2 separate regions of the Ovis aries genome follow, and region 2 is linked to region 1. Evidence: chromatin contacts called from public Hi-C data. All regions are on one chromosome and are shown on one strand. Each heading gives the region's core, a stretch centred on a gene start, on an enhancer-like site or on the middle of the called end of the contact. The rest is flanking DNA. Distances are from core to core; before and after follow the strand shown.

Region 1 (3,406 bases), core at 307-2,806:
AAGAGGCCCCATCCCGCTTGGCGACACCCGCAAATACTCGGGCCTCCCGCCTCCGTCTCAGCCCGAGGCAGGAGGGTTTGGCCACCCTTCCTGGTGGAGCTCGGAATTGGGCGGCAGGAGAGGAGATATGGATTTGCTCCACACCAACCCCGCAAGCTGATCCTCGATTTTGCATTTATGAACGGTTGGTTTCCAGCAGGAGCCGCAGAACCGATCACACCCCAGCGCTCACCCCGCCGCTTCCCTCTCTTCCCCACGTCTCGGAATCTCGTAATCGGATTCGGTGCGGGACCCGGCCATGCCAAACCAACAGGCCTAACCTATCCCCCACCGCCCGCGTAGTGGCACTTGAGAGCACTTCCCTGGACTCGAAGGTGGAAAAGCTGCTGAGTCGCTTCTCCCGCAAGGCCAGACCGTTAGTGGATGTAAACAAATGCAGAATCGCCGGGAAGGGTCCGGAATTGCAGGTGACTGAGCCCTCACCATCTCTGAGGACTTCAGGAGCTCGCGCTTGCACACAAACGCACAGAACCCTTGCACACCAGCGCGCACACCAACACGCACAAAGCGTTTGGGGGGCATCCCGCAGCCACGAGTCCCCCCCCACCCCAGGCACCTCTTCTCCTGCCCACTAACGCGCAGGCCGCCCAGCCCCGCCGCACCGACCCTCCAGCTCGCGCCCAGCGCCCGCGTTTACCTTTCAGTAGGCAGATGTCGGTGCGCTCGGCGTTGCGACGCAGCGCCTGCACCACCAGCGACACGGTGCTGTCCTCGCGGAGGCTCTCGGCGCGCGGGCTGCGCTCGTCGTAGACGATGACGGCGGAGTAGAGGCCGGAGCGCAGGCGGGCGCGCACCTCCTCCTCGGCGGGCAGGATCTGCTCCAGGCTCACGGAGCCCTTAGCCCGCCGCCGCACAATGGTGTTGCAGCGCACGTTGACCGAGCCTCGGATGTAGCCCGCGCTGTGCGCCAGGAACGGTCTGCAGTCCAGCAGCAGGCACTTGCCGCCGCTCAGCAGCCCCAGGGCGCCGTGGCTGCCGCTGCCGCCCGCGCCGCCGCCGTTCTCGTCCCGGTTCATCAGCCTTTTGAGCACGCTGCAGTCCATCTCCCGCAGCTCGTCCACGGTCACCATGGTCGCCGGGAACCGCGTCTGTTGGACACGCGAGGAGGCGAAGGACGCCCGGGCGAGCTGGGCTCCAGGAAGGGGTGAGCGGGGGGCTACGAAAGGGCGCGCGCGGGCAGAAGCGGCCTCAAACTTGGCCCCTAGGGGCTCTCACTGGCGAACCTCTTCTCCCGGCTTCCCCTTTCTCGCGCAGCTTCTCAGTTACATAGCAGTCCGGGCGGCCTCGGGCGCCGGGCAGCACGATGCCAAGGGGGAGGTGGCACTGGAGTAGTGTTTACGGGAGAGGTACGAGGGCTCCCTCCTGTTGTCGCCTCTATTGTATTTTGCCCGTTGCGCTGCCGTTCCGGCCGCGGTTCCCCCACGAACTGCCGGAGCTCCGCGCTCTGCCCCAGCCAGAGTTTCCTCTCCTCGGCGTATAGATTTATTAATGTTCCTCGGCTCTCCCGCGGGAGGGGGCAGATGCATTACTACCTCGCGAGGCTCCGCCTCTTTCCATTCTCGGCCGCGAGCCCTGCCCCGCCCCCCCGCGCCCGCGCCCCGCCCCCTGGCGGCTTCCCCCGCCCCTCCGGCCCCACCTCCTCCGCGCGCCCCAGCGAGTGAATGGAGTGCCGGCCGCTCGCTCCTGGTCACGGGGACGCGACGTCACAAAGAGCGGAGTAAACAGGGCGCGCGGCGGTCGCCGCCAGGCCCATTCATAAAACCGAGACCTAGAGGAAGAGGGAGGAGGCCTCCGACCCGCTGGCGAGCGGCTGCGCCGGGACTTTGTGAATGGAGCGTGGCGGCGCCTCTCCCCTGCCTCCGCGCGCGTCCAGCCCGACCCGAGTTGCCTTGCAGCCACTGCACCCCCGCCTCGGTGGTGGCGGCGATGATCCGCGGGAAAAAATCGCCAGCCGAGAAGCTGGCCTAGCGGAGGGCCGGACTCGGTTTTGAGCTTTCATGCCGGTTTACCTCCGCGCTTCCCGCTTGCCCGCCTCGCAGGTGGCCCCCTAGTACCCAAGGGGACTAGGAAATGCCGCATCGCAGCCGGCCCAGCCAGGCCCTCCTCGCCCCAGCCTTAGGGAGCGCATTCAGCCCGCCAGGCGTTTTTGGCTTTTTTTTTTTTTCCAATTGCAGATCCTCAGACTTTAGCTTCTGCCTTAGCCTGATCGATTTTCATCTTAAGGTATTAAATCAGTTTTATAGCTTCCCGAGGAACGTGGGCAAACCCGAATCCAGAAGATGAAAGAGAAAGCCCTCGCTCCCCGAAGCCCGGTAATAGGAGTGAAGTGTTGAGTTTGTTGCTTTATGACCCAGAGGGAGACATTAATTGGATCCGGAATGTTGTTCCCAAGGAGGAAGGCGGAGTGCCACTCCCTTCCACGCTTCCTAAAGATGTTTATTTAACCCTGATAGGGGGTGGGGGACAGACATTTTCGGCTTTTGGAAAAGTCCTCACGCCTCTGGTACTCGTGTGAATTGTCTCTCAGGAAATGACAATTAGGGTCCACATTTGGTGCGAAACTAGACCCAGAGAAATTGACGCGTAAAGAATTTAATACATCCCAGGGCCGATTCGGGTTTCTTTGCGTCCGTCTTTCCCGGTCCGGTCTCATTTTCCCCGACCCCGCTTTTACTTATGCATTTAATTTCCCAGAGGCCACTTTTGGCAGGAGATGCGTGCGCGCAGCGGTGGGGGACACGACAGAAGCCAAAAATGATGCGTCCGACATCTTGCCAAGTCTTGTTAGTGAGGAATTAACCACCGAGCAGGGAATTACGAGTCTCGCTGGAGGCCCGGTGGCTGTGGGGTCGAGTCTTCTGCTCCCGGCTGGCGGAGGCGACAAGGGTCGGTGAACCCGCTCCCTCCCCCGACTCGGCCTTCCGCTCCGCCTTTGTTCCCCGCGGAGCGGCTCTCCGGGGCAGTCGACTCCGGGCCCCCGGGGCCACCCCTTCTCTCCCCAGCCCGGCTTCGGCGGCGGCCTCCACCTCGGAAATCTACAGCCTCGATACCCTCCCGCTGCGTCAGGGCTCCCGGACCCCAGGCCTAAGCCGAGTGCGCCAAAAGAGCTCTGCGATGTACTGATCCTGTCTCTATTTAGAATTTACTATTTTATTCATCGTGGACTTGGGGGGAGGCGGCACTGATTTTAATTGTTTAAGCCACTACTTTATTTTGACTACTCAGTTTCGGGTTCCCCTTGACATTTGGCACAGGAGGAGCGGCCACCACTGAGGACCCAGTGAGGCCGCGGGGCGCTCCGGAGGGGAGGTCACCGGTCAAACGTTTGCTGCTTGGCTTCTCCGCT
Region 2 (3,406 bases), core at 660-3,159, 620 kb after region 1:
GTCAGCTCTTACGATCATCTTCAAGTCGGTCACTGGTGGTCTGACCAGCTTCATCTTGATTGTTTTAAATACAGTTAATCTTCAGTTCCAGGGTCAGTTGTTTCCATTTCTCTGAGGCCAGTTCTTGGAACTGTGGCAGCTTGTGACGGCTACTGTCTGGTTATCACGTAGTTAGCGTCTTCCACCTGGTAGGGATTTCAGTGTCTATAAGACAGCTCACAGCATGAGGCTCAGAATATTATCCATAGCCCTTGAGAAGGAACTAAAGCTCCCTGACTATGCTTAATGAGCACATCATCAGGATTTGACTGCTACCCTTTGTTTCCACATTTTCTCATTTCTCTGATTAATAAGTTTTGACAGATTTCAACAGACAAAAGGCAGGCAGAGGACATGGAGGGAAGGCTCATCGGGTCCTGCTCCGTTTCAAAGAAGAGGAAGAGGAACATGAAATTAAAGAAGAGAGAAGCGGGCAGGGGCTGGATGAAGCCCAGAGATAGGTAATGGAAATGAGTTTGGATTTTAAAAGGAAAAAGAAGTAAAAGATAACTAAATTTGATTTTTAAAAGGATGATTTTAGCTACAGAAGAATAGCTTGGACGGAAATGTGATTTTAGAGGTCAAAGGTAGAAGGCGCAGACTACAGAGGGAGATTTAGAGATAGTAAATGATGCAAACTGTAAGAGACGTAGGACCAGCAGAGGTGAAAAGTCGCTCAGTCGTGTCCGACTGTTTGTGACCCCATGACTATACAGTCCATGGAATTCTCCAGGCCAGGATACTGGAGTGGCTAGCCTTTCCGTTCGCTAGGGGATCTTCCCAACCCAGGGATCGAACCCAGGTCTCTCGAATTGCAGGTGGATTCTTTACCAGCTGAGCCACAAGGGAAGCCCAGGACCAGCAGAAGTTGTTGGTCAATTATATACAGACAAGTGAAGACAACCAAGGATGACTTGAGTTTCTGTCTTGAGCAACTGGGTGAATGGTGGACTCCTTTACTGAGAGAGAGATCAAAGGACCAACTTACATTCTTTAGAGACAAGTGCCTGCGAGCTCAGGTACTCCAGACATGTCCAACTCTTTGGGACCCCATCGACTGCAGCTTGAGGGCTTCTCTGTCCATGGAATTTTTCAGGCAAGAGTCCTGGAGTGAGTTACCATTTCCTTCTCCAGGGTTCTCTCCATCCCAGGGATTGAACCGGAGCCTCCTGCAAGAAGGGAATGGTTACCTACTCCAGTATTCTGGCCTGGAGAATTCCATGGACAGAGGAGGCTGGCAGGCTACAGTCCACGGGGTCACAAAGATTCAGACAGGACTGAGCGACTTTCACTCACCCACTCCTGCACTGGCAGGCAGATTCTTTACCACTGTGCCACCAAAGCTTTGTTCTGGACATTTTAGGTTTCAATAAGACCTCGCAGCATCCAGGTCAAGCAGGCATTCGAATAATCAGGTGTGAAGCTTGGCAAGAAGGACAGAATTAGAGATTAACCTGAGAAAGACATCAGGTAGAGGGTACTTAACTTACGGGGTGGGGGTCGGGGGGTGGAGAACCAGCTCACATTGAAAGGGAAAGGGGCCCAGGTTTAGTAGGAGGATCCTTAAGGAACTTAACTGAGAATGAACAGTGGGGCTTAATGAGGTCACAATGACTTGCGTTGGATCTGACTTAATGGCTGTTTTAAACCCGAGTCCACGGATCCTTTTACTGCACTAACAATCAGTTTGCGGCCAAACACCGCCGCCTGGCTGGAGCCGGTTCACGCAGAACTGAAACCTCCCATGCAAGCCGGCCTCGCCCCCGCCCAAGGCAGCAGCGCCAAGGCTCCGCCCCTTCCCAGTCCTACCAGGCTCCACAATCACCTACAGAGATCATCGCTGTGCCCAGGCGGTTGTGTCGACCCAGCTAGACAGGAGCTGAAACCATGGCGGAGAAGACTCAAAAGAGGTGGGTCGCTGTCTGAGAACCTATCCTGTCCTCCCCGCAGGGGTGGAATCTGCTCCTGGTCGCCAGTGGTGGGGACTTGGGTGGTGTCTTATCCAGGCGCCCCGCCCAGATAGTTCCTAAGGCCCTCCGCCTTCGCGGAGGGAGGAGGCGACGGGCTGGGGGTAGCGAGGGACGGGGAAGGATGCGGAATGGGGTGGGGGAAGGTCCTGGTTCGTGGTCCCTCTGTGGCCTCGCTGGCCCCCCGCCGCGCGCCCGCGCTGTCTCGGGCGGGCCTGCTGGGGATGCAGGGCATCCCCGTCGCCTGGGACACGGAGGGACCCTCCCCTTTCCCGCGGCACTCGAAACCCCTGTAGCTGTCCTGTGTCCCCCATCACCCGCGGTCCCCCAAACCCTCGCTGTCCGTCGGGGGCGCCCCGTGTATGTGTAAACGGACTCAAAGTGGGGCCCGCGCCTGGGCCAAAGCTAGCTGCTTGGTAAACGCGTGGGGACGGGCCTCGGCTGCTGGGCGCTGTCGGTGGAAAGGGACAGCTGGGATGCAAGACAAGCTTCAGTTAAACCGTTTCCCAAAGCAGCAAAGTTGAGCACCCTCTGCTGACTCTTTTAGAAAATGAACACCGACAAGCCTTGTTTTGGGGGCGGCCGTAAATTAACATTTAGGTTTTTCATCCATTTAGGTAGGTAATTGGAGAAGGCAATGGCACCCCACTCCAGTACTCTTGCCTGGAAAATCCCATGGACCGAGGAGCCTGGTAGGCTGCAGTCCATGGGGTCGCTAAGAGTCGGGCACGACTGAGCGACTTCACTTTCGCTTTTCACTTTCATGCATTGGAGAAGGAAATGGCAACCCACTCCAGTGTTCTTGCCTGGAGAATCCCAGGGACAGAGGAGCCTGGTGGGCTGCTGTCTGTGGGGTCGCACAGAGTCGGACACGACTGAAGCGACTTAGCAGCAGCAGCAGCAGGCAGGTAATTGTAATCTTTTGCATAAGCTAAAGAGGAACAGATATGCTAGGAATATTATGCACAGTATATAGGAGTGTGCTGTGGAGATGGGGGTACTGTTGATATTTTATTAGTTAGGACTTCGGCTAAGTCTTACCTCAGCTGCCTGCTCCCGGCTCCGTCCCTTCACTCCTGAGTTTTATTATTCCTGTCTCACAAAGAAATATGCTGACTGACGCACACAACCTGGGCCATCTTCCTTGGGCATAAAACTGAAGACAGGGCACTTTTGAGTCTCTCCTGTTCTCACCTGCCCAGTATAAGTTAAATATTAGATAATGCTTTTTTCATTAAAAAAAGAAATCATAGCAAGAGGGAGGCTGAGGGAATGGAAAACTAGGATCGGAAATCATGTGTAAAATGAGCTGTTTTATAGGGGTTTATTTATTTGTCCACAGCTTAATAAGATTGCTTTTTTTACACACACAAACCCACCTGAAGCTAAAAGGATTGGAG

Evidence for each region. Hi-C and Micro-C count contacts between places; a contact is called where the count stands out from the background.
Region 2: a contact with region 1 is called in a Hi-C map of hypothalamus, with 2.5 times the contacts expected there. The contact joins the promoter of DCTN6 here to the promoter of DUSP4 in region 1. A contact is called at or near these places in 3 of 16 Hi-C or Micro-C datasets (hypothalamus, skin fibroblasts and tail adipose tissue).

The regions. Positions count from the first base shown.
Region 1 is chr26:24,837,761-24,841,166 of ARS-UI_Ramb_v3.0, forward strand. DUSP4 (dual specificity phosphatase 4) reads right to left here and starts at 1,557. Exons shown (of 4, transcript XM_004021751.5): 1 at 698-1,557. The coding sequence starts at 1,130. It overlaps LOC121818096 (a long non-coding RNA gene), which reads left to right. Exons shown (of 2, transcript XR_006058205.2): 1 at 1-2,372; 2 at 2,755-3,406.
Region 2 is chr26:25,457,108-25,460,513 of ARS-UI_Ramb_v3.0, forward strand. It overlaps DCTN6 (dynactin subunit 6), which reads left to right and starts at 1,910. Exons shown (of 7, transcript XM_004021755.5): 1 at 1,910-1,949. The coding sequence starts at 1,927. It overlaps LOC121818024 (a long non-coding RNA gene), which reads right to left and starts at 2,010. Exons shown (of 4, transcript XR_006058120.2): 1 at 1,869-2,010; 2 at 1,336-1,462; 3 at 1,028-1,208; 4 at 1-185.